Linked DNA regions of Oryctolagus cuniculus: region 2 is linked to region 1. Evidence: chromatin contacts called from public Micro-C data. All regions are on one chromosome and are shown on one strand. The core of a region is the stretch at or near the end of the contact, and the rest is flanking DNA. Distances in the headings are between cores, read along the strand shown.

What was found. A called contact is a pair of places that touch in the nucleus more often than the background predicts.
Region 2: a contact with region 1 is called in a Micro-C map of ear pinna, with 7 times the contacts expected there. The contact joins the promoter of TBC1D15 here to the promoter of THAP2 in region 1. A contact is called at or near these places in 3 of 6 Hi-C or Micro-C datasets (ear pinna, psoas muscle and an unstated tissue).

What each region holds. Positions count from the first base shown.
Region 1 is chr11:74,230,241-74,236,488 of mOryCun1.1, reverse strand. THAP2 (THAP domain containing 2) reads right to left here and starts at 2,134. Exons shown (of 4, transcript XR_007919501.2): 1 at 1,515-2,134. ZFC3H1 (zinc finger C3H1-type containing) reads left to right here and starts at 2,147. Exons shown (of 35, transcript XM_002711333.5): 1 at 2,147-3,044. The coding sequence starts at 2,450.
Region 2 is chr11:74,416,785-74,423,509 of mOryCun1.1, reverse strand. It overlaps TBC1D15 (TBC1 domain family member 15), which reads right to left and starts at 2,017. Exons shown (of 17, transcript XM_051845672.2): 1 at 1,890-2,017. The coding sequence starts at 1,919.

The DNA of each region.
Region 1 (6,248 bases), core at 885-3,384:
TTACTACAGCTTCCTAACAACTTTTCCTTATTAACTCTCCTCTCCCTTAATCCAGTGCTGACATCAACTAAGCAGGACAGTGTTTAGTTCAGCTGACATTTTGATGGGATTCTTCTGTGAAGGAAACTGTGGGTAAATTAACATTCTGTAAAAATTTTTCTCAACAAATTCATCTCTGATGACACTTGCCCAGTACTTTCAGTAACAACGTAATTCTCCACACTACAGCCACAGGGCTTTTTAAGATGCTAATCTAATCAGGCCATTCTTTTTAAACCCTCCATGGCTTAAGGATCTTTCCAATGAAACAGAGAATACTTAAGTAGATAGAGGACCGGGTCTGTCATTCTTTGGTCTCATCTGAAACATAGCATCTTTTGAGAAGCGTTCTTTGACTTTCCAAGGCCATTAGGTCTCTCTGTCTTTTCTGTGGCAATTAACTGTTATTACATATCTTTCTCTTCCCGTTAAATGCTAAACTCCAGAAAGGTTAAGATGTTTGTGAAGTCTTGGTAGAATGTCAGGCATTTAGGATCTCACCTGTATGTTTGATGGGTGAATGAACAATAGAACTATCTTTTTAATGAAGTAGTTTAAAAATAGAAGCATTGCAAGATTTTTTTTTTTTCTAAATGGACACTTTGGATAGGGACCACATTGAGTAATAGGTAGGGTAAACATCAAGAATATAAATTCCTACATTCTAACACCATCTAACTTGTGAGGTATACAAAAATCAGAACTGTTTTCACATGACTTCAATATTTCTTTTGTTAGGCACCTGCCAGCAACTTACAAAGAAGGGAAACATTTAGTGAGTAACTGTTCAAGATAGTGTTCAAAGTGCTTTCAGAAATTCTGATTTGACAGAATTAAAGAATTTTGAACGCTCTTCCAACAAATGAAGGCAAAATAAAACCTACGTTCTTTCTACTACTCTGACTAGTAAGAACACTCTTCAAACAAACGAAGGAAAAATAAAATCAGGGTTTTTATTATTGTAATAAGAGGTTTATCTTTTGCACTTTGATTAACATCGTTTAATCCAAGGCTATCAATGAGGACTCAATTCCTCAGAGTTACTGTGTGTGGCTATTAAACATCTAAATACTTCCCATGTGAATTCAGGTAGTGAGAAGTTCCTAATTTTAATGGGAACACAGCAGGCTTCACAGGTGATTGATTGCTCGCTGTGATGGGGACGATCTTTCACCCTGAGGGCGCCTTTATGTCAAAACCTGATCTAATCTATAGGAGTAGAAGTAGCAACTCAAGCTCTCCTCCTGTGCCTTTTTCTCTAAGAGGCCCTCACCATCCAGCACTTGCATTCCTTTCAGAGAAGTGAACCTTCCCTGAAAGGAGAAAAAAACCTGGACAGATTTCAGGATTCACACACAATGGTCCAAATGATGATTCCTAGCAACTCGCTGGGAAAGCTACTCCTTTTCTTCCACGAAAGCAACTGCCAGCCTCGAACTCCCATTTCCGGTCCCACTCCTCTCCGCCCAGGTTACCTGTGGAAGCTGATGTTAATGTGCTTGTTGTAGGTGGTAGCACAGCCCGCGGCGGCGCAATTGGTCGGCATTTCCCTTGCCCCCTCATTCGGCGCTGTTCTAAGCCTGTTCTGAGGCGCCGGCTGCTAAGCTTGCTTCCGGCCCAGGTTAGACAATCGAGGCAGACCAAGGACCTACTGCGCTTAGCCTCGAAAGTGGGGGTGGGAAGAAGGGCTTGTGTGTGGGGGCGAAGAGGGGGTCAACCTCCCCGTTCTCTTTATTAATATGGCGGGTTAGAACCCACGGAGCCAACCATCCAGGAGCCGCAGTCGCCTTCGTCTGCCTTCACCAACATGGCTGACAAATCCCGCTCTTTGCTCCCTCCCTCAAAAGGGAGTAGATCTACTCCGTTTCTTTGGCAGCAGTCCTCGGAGCAATCAAAGGAAAAGGCGCTTCCCCCTCCAAGCCCTAAGAACCTCTCAAAGCTGTGGCTAACAGGAGCCCGCCCATCCCGGCACGCACCCAGCTGACCCAGTCCCGAGCGGGCGGTAGGTGTGAGCCACAGGCCGGAAGACGAAGCCGCTGAGACTCGCGCACCAACCTCTGAAATCGCGTCACCTGCTTTGTTATCGCGTGAGTTGGGAGGCCCGTTTCCTGCGAGGCGCAGGAAGTGACGTCTCGGGCACGGCCGCTGCTAGAGCCCCTTTCTCGCGAGGCGGAAGAACCTCAGCCGCGGAAGAGCAAGGGGGCGCTAGGCGAGGGAACGGGGTAGCGACGGTCCGGCGAGGAGGAGCTGGGGTGCGGGGAAGTTGGGGAGCAGAGCCCGCTAGGTGTCCGACTGCGGGAAGGCCGCACCGACCGGGTCCGTTAGGAAAGAAGAGGGCCGAGGAGGAAGGCAATTGTCGGGCGGATCCCCGGACGGAGGGCTAAGTGGTGCGGGAGCCGCAGCTGCCCGGATGGCGACCGAGGACACTCCGGCCCCGGCCTCCAGCGGCCTCTCGCCGAAGGAAGAAGGGGAGCTTGAAGATGGGGAGATCAGCGACGACGACAACAACAGCCAGATCCGGAGCCGGAGCAGCAGCAGCAGCAGCGGCGGCGGGCTGTTGCCGTACCCGCGGCGAAGGCCTCCTCACCCGGCCCGGGGCGGCGGATCCGGCGGAGGCGCTGGCTCCTCCTCGTCATCGTCCTCTTCTCGGCAGCAGCTGAGGAATTTCTCACGCTCGCGGCACGCGTCGGAGCGCGGCCACCTCAGGGGACCCAGCAGCTACCGGCCCAAAGAACCGTTCCGGTCTCACCCGCCCTCGGTGCGGATGCCTTCGAGCTCGCTGTCCGAAAGCAGCCCCCGGCCGTCTTTCTGGGAGCGGAGCCACCTCGCCTTGGACCGTTTCCGCTTTCGAGGCAGGCCTTACAGGGGTGGGAGTCGCTGGAGTCGGGGGCGCGGAGGGGGCGAGCGAGGAGGCAAGCCCGGGGGCAGACCTCTGGGAGGAGGCGCGGGATCCGGATTCGGCAGCGGCCAGAGCTGGCGAGAGCCCTCTCCCCCGCGGAAGAGCTGTATCCTTAACGTGGCGGTCTGCCCTGGGTGTGTCCCTGAAGTTCCTTTTAGCGTCAGTGCTAGGTCTGTGAGATGAGTGGAACTTTTCTGAACCTGCAGAACCGCTTATTTGGCCCCGTGTCAGTGTGCTCTTATAAAGGAAGCTCTGTGCTAATTGTCATGTGTCAAACGACGGCGATGTGTCTTTAGAATTGCTTGATTGGGTATGTCGCTCTTTAACGTATTGCGGGTCGGGGTTAGCTGGTAGGCTCTAAGACTGTCAAATCGGATTTGTCATGGTACACCAACCAGACGTCCAACTTTCGTTGGCTTTTTTTTTTTTTTTTTTTTTTTTTTTTGCTGGTTCAGGAACTTCATGTGAAGTTGACTTCGATTTTAAGAGAGAAAAAATAGTAAATATTTTGAGAAATACTGTTTATTGATTATGTCATGTTGCACTTTGGATTGTAAAGTTTCGTTCCTCATAATTCTGTTCTTGTGATTCTGTTTTTACCCTTTCTTGATATATTTTTTCTCATGCTGCCTTTTAAAGTGGGGTGGGAGAGGGAGGGTGAGGGCAGCAGGAAGAGAGACCCAGTGTTTTTACCAGCCATGTTAATTCAGAGATTTTAAATTCGTACATTGTTTTTAAAAGTTTTAACTCCTCTATTTCCTCCGTTCACTTTTGGATATTTTGTAACTATTAATGTTGACTAGATGTGGGCTAGCCAGAGAAAGATAAATTTAACAGCGTTTTAATAATTAGAGGGGAGAATGTGTAAGTATGGTGGAGATTATGGACAAGTTGAGAAGGAAAACAAAATATTTTTGCTCTCACTTTTCAGTTATCTTTTAGCATTACTGAGTTTTCTTAAGATTTATGCTGAGGAACCAGTCATCAGTTTGTTTCCTGTTTCATCATGGGTTTATAGACCATGCCTGACTCTGCAATAATTGCATGAAGTAGTTTACTGAGGACTTTCATTACTAGTTGTAATTTCCATTGTGTGGTAATTTTTTATTATATTCATTACATATGAAGTGTATATATAATGACGTTTGTTTGGAAGACTCTCAAAATTATTTTTATAGAATACTTAAGGCAAGAATGGTCTTTCCCAGATGTCACGCTATATGGGGTACAAAGAATGTACATTTAGGTAGGAAGTAGCTTTTGGTGCTAGGGCGCTAAAAAGCTTGACTTATGTGATAAAAATTGAGTTAGGAGCATTTAAGGATTCTTTCAGACAAAATTATGTGTATATTTCACTTTGTGAAGACAGTAAGCATTCTCTTGAGGTTAGGAAACCACTGCCCAAGGTATTTTTCTTCTCCGTGGATTTTTTTTTTGTTGTTCTTCATTCTGAATTAAACAGAAAACCTATTAAAACATATGTATTACAGTTTAGTATAAAATGCTCAAATCAAGATAAGTAAAAGATAACTATGCACATTCAGCAAGCTTTTTCTGAATTTGTTTTATGTTACAGAAAGAGGAGGCAAATGTGCTGGCCTTTCTCTGCCTCTTCATTGCCAGTTTGAGCCTCTGCTGTGTGCTTTCATTAATTTTTATGCTTATGCTTTTTTTTTTATTAATGAACAGGCATATGATATTGCAAAAAAATTATAGGACAATAACCAGTTTGCCTGTGTGATTTTGGCTTCTGTAGTAACTTGTCAGAAATGAGCCATCTTGCTCTTTTTCTTTTCACAGATGCTGCACTTAAGAAAAGGATTCTTGTTTTGACCCTCTGCTCATTGTTTTCCTCCTGAAGTATCACTAATCTATTCTAGAAGTGTTCTTTCTAAGAATTTGAGAAGGAAAACGTTGTTCCCAGTCTCTTGTGTAACATGAGCAAACAAAATTTGTAACAAAAGTTTTATTAATTTGGATTTCTTTGTCAAAATTATACTGAGTTTAATTCATATTTCTACTATGTGATTTGAAGATGACTTTTATTTTAAATGTATAAAGAGTGAGGGTCATTCTGTGGCTCATTTGCATAATCTAGAAATGAAGTAGCTCAAGTAGAGGATTTGGTTTTAGCTTATTTTTTTTTCTTTTTTTTTGCAATAATTTATTTTTCTGTAATAATTAAGATATGCTAATTGTTACTTTAAAAATAGAATAAACCAAATTCTGTTGTATTTATTATTTTCATTGTTCATTTTAACTTTTTTCTTAATGATAGACACTTCATTGGTCTATCTTAAGTCTCCCTAGAATACTGTTTTAAACTTTCAAATCTGATGAGAGTTAGCATAATTAGGCCAGTGTTTCTCATCAGTAAAAAGTCATTTCATTTTCACTTAGAGCTCTTGTTTTGTTTTGAATCAGATTTCAGTTAGAACTTGAATCTTGACAAGCTTAAAACTAAATCTAGTGTGTGATTCCAGCTATCCTTAAAAATAGTGGTAGGAGATTTCATTTAGCCTTGAAAATTAGTCATAGGTCATAATTGCTTTTCTTTTATGTTCTTGCATTGTTTTAATTTTTGTTAATGTATTGAATCTTTTTCCTTTGTGCATGTTCCTAAGGTCTTTATTAGTCTTTAGTTTTACTGACTTCAGTTATACCTTCAGATGTTTCTGTTGAAAACTCGGATGTAAGTGTAGATAGTTACTGAATTTATGTACAAAGAGTGCATAACGAGAGGGGAGAGCAAGTAACTTTGGCTGCCCTGGAGAGGTGACTTAAATTTGTGTCAAACTGAAGAAAAGAAACCTACACTCAAAGCTATGTGTAAATTGTGATGAGCAGGGGAAAGGAAAGATTAGAAAGGTAAGCACATGTCAGATCATAAAGAACTTAAAATCATTCTGAGATTTTGGACTGTAGATGAGATTTACACAAGGAATGATCTGGTCGGATTTGTATTCTGGAAAGATTACCCTGGCAGCAGTTTGGAGGGTGGCTTGTGGGAAACAGAGAACCCAAAATATCTTGAAACCAGGCCAGACTTTCCTCCTGTGTTACGTGAAACTATTGGAGTGCTTAAGAACTCTCAGAATGAAAAAAGAGGCTAAGTAGAGCTTACTGAAGAGTACTGTTATTTCAGGAGTTGGAAAGAAAGAAGTCAGGAAGAGAAGGTAGGGAGACAAGGCATTGGCAGTTAAGGATATCAAAACAGTGGTTTACAGTATCAAGTGCTACAAGTAAAATAAGGTTTGAAAACACTGATGGGTGAACTCCCAGACAGATTCTGTTAATGAATAGGATTAGA
Region 2 (6,725 bases), core at 768-3,267, 190 kb before region 1:
TAGTTTCAGTGGAGTTACGGGAACAGGTACGAATTTGAAGTGAATAAGAATATGATAGTTATATAATATAAAACTAATTTTAAGAAATCAGACTACAAAAGGTGGCAGCTGCAAAAAGAGTTAAAAAAAAAAAAAAAACTTTAAACTTCACAGCTCTACTTCATCAAATCCAAACCTGTAAAAGGGAGGTATGATTTACATGGTAAGGATCCCCTCCTGGAAAGTAGACTAGAACAGTACACATGGAAAATCAAACAGGATAAGCTTTTAATTATGTGGCAAGTCAAGCAGAAGATCAGCATCCATCCTCTATATAAAAAGACCAAAAACTAGAGTGGCCATTTAGCCTAGCAATTCAGACACCTGCCTGGGTTCAATTCCCAGCTCCAGCTTCTCATCCCAGCTTCCTGCTAATGCAAACCCTAAGTAGTAGCAGTGATGGCCCAAGCCACTGAATTCCTACCACCCACATGGTAGACCCATATGGAGTTCCCAATTCCCAGCTCTGGTGAGCAACAGGAGGTTTGTTTCTCTGCATCTCAAAATAAATAAAAATGAAGATGCAGAGAACCACAAAGAGAAAAAAAAAAAAAAAAAAAAAAAGGAGAGAGAAACTGACAAGAGCCAAGAGTAACCCAATAAAGGATGTCCAATCTACAGTTTAAAAGTACCAGTACATACAAGTTTGGCATCTTTGTTATATTTTGTTAGTTGCAAGTATTCCGAACAACTCCAATAAACATAATCCTTGACAACACCTTTGCAGATAAATTTGGCAGCATTTTGCAGATAAAAATGAAGAACAGGGAAGTCATAACTGCCTCGATTTCCAAGGTCACACTTCAGGCTAACAGCAAAACCAAGATCATATTTACTATTCTGGTACCTGCTCTAGTTATTTCAGACCCCAAACCAAACACTGTCAAATGATTCAAAACGGGGTGGAAGACAGCAGGGAGCACATGAGGCAACTCAAGGAATAGAGGAAGCTATCTGCCACGAGTAAACAGTCTCTGGGGTTCAATGAGTCATTACCAGTCAGTCCCAGCTGTTTATGAAATACCTCCGCAATGGGAAACGCTGCCAGTGACCTGTCATAAACCTGAGTGCCCTAAATATGCGTAAGATGTGCCTTCGGAATGTGAATGTGCGCTCTGCGACGCAATCGCCTCCGCACCTAATCCTAATGCCTCACCAACCAGGTGTCGCTGACCACGTCTACCCTCCCACCCCGCCGCCACGGAAACATCCCAGAGACGTCTAGGAAGAAGACACTTTAACCACCGCCTTCCCATACAAGCGTGGAATGGCGGCAATCTCCAGCTCCCTCACTGCTCCCAACCTTCAACCAACTTGGCAGATTAGTAACACGGACTCCAGTATACTCTTCTCTTCCAAGCGCACAGCTGCCTGGGGCCATATATATTCAGCTCCTTCCGAGGAGGAGACCACGGACACCTTCGCCAGAGCCAAGCTAAGGGGCAAGTGAGGCTGACGGCCTCAGAGGCAGAAAAGACGCTGGAGTCAAAGTAGACTTAAGAAACTAGAGTCAGGGGAGAATGAGTCAGGTTAAAAGTGAGAGCGCCATGGGAAGCACCTGTGCCTCCGTAAAGACAATACGCATAGACGCTTCCACGCTCCGGGGCAGGGCAGAGCTGATGAGCGCGGAGGCCTAGCTGGCCTTGGAGCAGTTGCCGGGTCTCCGTCCCCAGCTGAACCGGCATTCCTGGGGAAACAGCTGACACCACCAGGCCCGCGGTTCTCCTCCACCCGCCCCGGGCTGTTCCGATGCAGATAGGTCCTCAGCGCCCTCCCCCGCCCGCCTCCGGGCAGCAAAAGCGCCCGCGTTCCAGAGAAAGGCAGGGGTGTTGCCCGGGGCCGTTACTTACCTTCCCGCTCACAACACCCGCCGCCGCCATGTTTCCTGCGCGTGCCTGGTGATGACGTAGCAGAGCCTCACGTGTCTCTCCGGCTCACAACAACATCCGGCAAAACTAAAAATGACATCCGGGCTGGCAGGGGCGGGGCGTGGCCGTGGCCGTGGCCGTCTAGGCGCGGAGGCAGAGGGCGGGCCGGGAGGAGTCGCCCAACGCGTACGTGTTCAATAGAGGCCGCCCGGGAAGAGTCTGGTTCAGGCTTGCCCCTGAGCGGGTCTGTTTTTCTTAGCAGGAGCCCCGAAAAGAAGCGCGTTTATGTTGGGGTTTGCCTGGGGGCGACGTTCTGACCCTATAGCAGGCCACGTCAGTTTGGTGGGATGGAAAAAAAAAAAAAAAAAAAAAAAAAAAACACCACATTGGGAGCCAGCAAATGGGATCCTGGCTTTGTGTCCGTAGGCAGGCTACGAACGAGCTTTGAGCCCCGGTTTGTTCATTGTAAACTCGGGATCGTAGCCTTATGAGAAGGATTGAATTACCCCCAGTTTTCAATCCGAGGGACTCACACAGACTTTTGCCAACCATGTATGATGACCTTCAGCAAGGTATTTTGATAGGAACTGTGATAATACCACGCCCTCGTGCTCCGGAGTCTGTAGTTGATAGCTTCTCGAGTTACTTAATAACTGATTTGAAACAAATTTCTAAATTCATCCAAACTAAAGCTGAAAAGGAATTACTCATGCACCAGGTGGTTATGGAGATCTAAAGGCTGTGCATTTGTGCTAAAATGATTTGTAAACATAGGAAAATAATGATTTCGTTTGTTCTCGGTGCTGTAAAACAATGCAGAGAATGTATTGGTTACTGTCACTTGTGGCTTCGGCACAAGATGTGGGACTTTCCTGGTCCCAAGGCCGAGTAAAATCCCCTTGCACCAAAAGTACCTGTGCCTACTGCAGTAATTGTGTTTTCACACTGTGGAGAAAGGTTAAGGGATTTTGAGAACCATTGAGGGAAGTGGCAGGCAAAGGAGAACAGAGAACAGAGAAGAATTGCAGGTTCTTTGACTATCAGGAACCTAATAGGTTGGGGAGATAGTAGGACCTTAGATAAGAATAAATGTGTGACACCATGAGACTGGCAGGCCAGGCATCTGAGACTCCAACTATCACCCAGATACCCATGACCAAACTTGGCATTCAGTCAGGAAAGTGGCTCACCTACAGGGAATAACGTGGAGAAATGAGCCTATTAGCAGTAACCAGCATTGAGTGAGGACCAGAGGGTCCTTCCCGCATGCACTGAATTACCATCTCTAGAACCTTCTTAAATTTCGGTGTTGGTCCTAATTGAATTTTCCACCAACTCAGCTGTAAGATGTGATCAGCAAAAAATGTTTAACGTTTCTTAGACCCTGTGTTTTTTAGAAAAAGTTGAAACGCATAGCACTGAGCCAGGAACAGAATGTTAAATAAATTGTCTATTATTTGTATAATAAGCTTGGAAACAGAAGGTTTCTCATAGAAAAATGCAGCATCCCAGGTGCATCTGTTTGATTTTTTAAAAAGATTTATTTATTTATTTATTTGAAAGGCAGAGTTACAGAGGCAGAGGCAGAGAGAGAGGGGTCTTCCATCTGCTGGTTCATTCCCCAGACGGCCACAACGGCCAAAGCTGCGCTGATCCGAAGCCAGGAGCCTGAAGTTTCTTCCTGGTCTCCCACACAGGCGCGAGAGCCCAAGCACTTGGGCCATCTTCTACTGTTTCCCAGGCCAGAGCAGAGAGCTGGATCCAAAGTGGAACAGCCAGGACTCAAACTGGCACCCACAGGGGATGCAGGCACTTCAGGCGGCAGCTTTACCTGCTACACCACAGCCCCGGCCCCGTGTTACTTGATTTTTTTTAAGGTTCATCCTCCAACTGCTTCTTAAATGCTGGCACTATCCATGGGCTATCCTTTGACTTCTTTTATGTTTTCTCCAAACACAATTGTTTTGGCTGGCATACTAGCCATCTCTGGCATCATTATCTCATGTCTGCTAATGACTCCCAAGTATCTCTACAATCATGTCTCTTTCCTAAACTCTAGCTCCTGCACATATTGCCTGCTAGACTTTTTTACTTGGATGACTTGAACCTAAAAAATCCTAACCTTTGCTATTCACTGTGGTCTGCAGACTAGCAGCACTGGTGCCACATAGAGAGCTTGTTAGAAATGAAGAATCTGGGGCAGGAATTCAGTAGGGCAGTTAATACATCAGTTAGAACATCACATTTCATATTAAAGTGCCTGGATTCAGATCCCAACTCTGTTGCCAATTCCAGCTTCCTGCTAATGCACACCCTGGGAGGCAGCAACAAGTGCTCAAGTACTTGGGTTCCTGTCACCCATGTGAGAAATCTGGATGGAATTCTGGGTTCCTGGCATTAACCTGGCCCAGCCCTGGCTATCTGAGGGCATTTGGGGAGTTAAATGACAGATGGAATATCTTTCTTTGTCCCTCTGCCTTTCAAGTAAGTGAAAAATTAATTTAAAAAATGATAACTACAAAATCTCAGATCCCACCACTACCGGACAAAAATTTGCATTTTTAACAAGATTTACAGGTGATTTGAATGCACATTAAACTTTAAGAAGCAGAGTGTTAAATGAAACTTTAATTTTTCTCGCTTCCTAAAAATTACTGCCTTTGCTGAATTAGAAATACAGCCAGAACACAATTTCTCAAAGACAGTGTTACTATCATATTTTGCCTTTCAGATGTGTCTTCTGGAAAGCTAACAGGAAGCACCCCCAGTATGCTCTCTTCCCTGTCCCCACTGCCACTCTCATGGTCTATGTCCCTCTTTACCTCTGGGTTAGACAACTACTGTGCCATTTTAATGTATTCCCTTGCTTTCTGCTTCTTTTTCCACCAGCCCATCACACACACTGCTACCAGAGTAATCTTTCTAAGCATAAATGTGGTCATGAGACTTCAGACTAATCTTTCTAAAGCATAAATGCTGAGAAGTTCTGTGACTTCTCTACTTAAAATAATTTTTGTGGCTCCTCATCTCTTCAGGATAAAGTGCAAATCCTCCAGTATAGCATTCAAGGACCTGTCTACCATTGTAGCTTCTTCTCCCAACTCTCTATTCAGATGCTATTACACAACCATAACCACATATCTACTATCCCAAAAATGCACTATGTTGTGTCCCAAGATTGCTTCTGATCATAGCAGACTAGGATGTCTTGGATTGTGAGACTGTCCCTGAGCCAATCATTAGAACTCAAAAGAGATGTTCTAATTGACTTAATTTGAATAGTATTCTCAGCTCCACTCAAGGTAAATGCAATGGAAAGAGGTATAATTCCAAGATAAAAGCTTAGGAATCACTCCAAGGAAAAAAATGAGTGGTGCTGGTCAAGCCAAAAAAGGAATCAATTACAGAGACTATTTCTGTGCTTGCCATATCACACTATAAAATACTTGATGGTTTACTGAACTGTCTCCCTGACTAGGCCACAAACTATTGGAAGGCAGGGATTATGCCTAACACATAGTAGGCATTAAGTGTTAGGTAATTAACTAATTGTATTAATTAACTTAAAACACTACATGTTTATGAATTAATGCCCTTGTTTAGGAATGGCACAGTTGTATGTTACATGAAGGAAAGAGACCTATTTTATTCTTCACAAATACCATCTATCTGCAAAGGAACAAAATAGGTAAGGATTCCAAAGTGGTTGATTTCAAGTTTTAGTCTTTTACTATAATGGAGGCAAAAATGTTAGTGCACATACATGTAGCAGTGGGGCAGGTTTTATTAGGGAAGCACAAATCTAAGGTTAGTGTAAATAGACATCAAGTTCCCAGTAACAAAATAATTTACTGTTTTAATGAGTGAGTAATCTCAAAGCTCCTAGTTTCACTCCTATGAAATATATAGTTATTTGCTAATTATTATTATCACTCAAAATGACATATGACACAAAAGAATTTTAATAGTCAATACCTTAAAGAAACTTAGACCTGAAGGGAGTTTAGAAATAATTTCTCAGAGTTTTTCAGCTGAAGAGATTGAGTCTATTAGACTTGCCAAAATCACAACCTGCTTTATGGCTTAATACAGATTTCATTCTAGGTCCTTAGCATAGTCACCTGTGCAACATTATCATCTGGAGGTGATCACTCCCCTTTCGAAATACAGAGTTTAATGACCAATTTGATTCTCATCTCAGTTTCTGACTGACCTATCTGTCTTTCAGCATTTATACCATGCCTCATTTCATCTGTTACGATTCCACCAACCTTTCCACCTATTGAGCTCTACTTTTCCGAAACTCTTACAACTGTCAGACAACAGACTTTGTTTTGGTGCTGTTAATCATGGTAGGGCCCTAGAGAGAGCATGGACTTTGCCAGCAACCAAGAGATTACAGGATTCCTTTATGGAGAAAAAGATGAGCTAAAGAAATCAGACCTGCAGGTGCTAACAGAAAGAGATTCCCATTGAAATGACTCTATCACATCATCCTTCAGTGGAAACTAAAGATCAGCAAGCCCACCTTTCTATGCAGAACTTCTAATTGGCTTTTGGTGCTCATTTCCTGAATATGAACAGATCACCATAGATCATTCCACTTCAAAGAAAACCTTTCATCTTAAAGACAGGGACCAAAACATACCAACAAAACGTCAATTCAAGGCAAGCAAATAAAACAGAGAACAGAAAAAAACTCTTTGATTATAATAAATGTATTTAGGGAGAAAACAGTAGATTTTGAACTTATGAAACATGGACATTCAGAAGATCAAAATTAAAAAGTTAAAGTAACAAAAGTGGAAAAATCTTTAT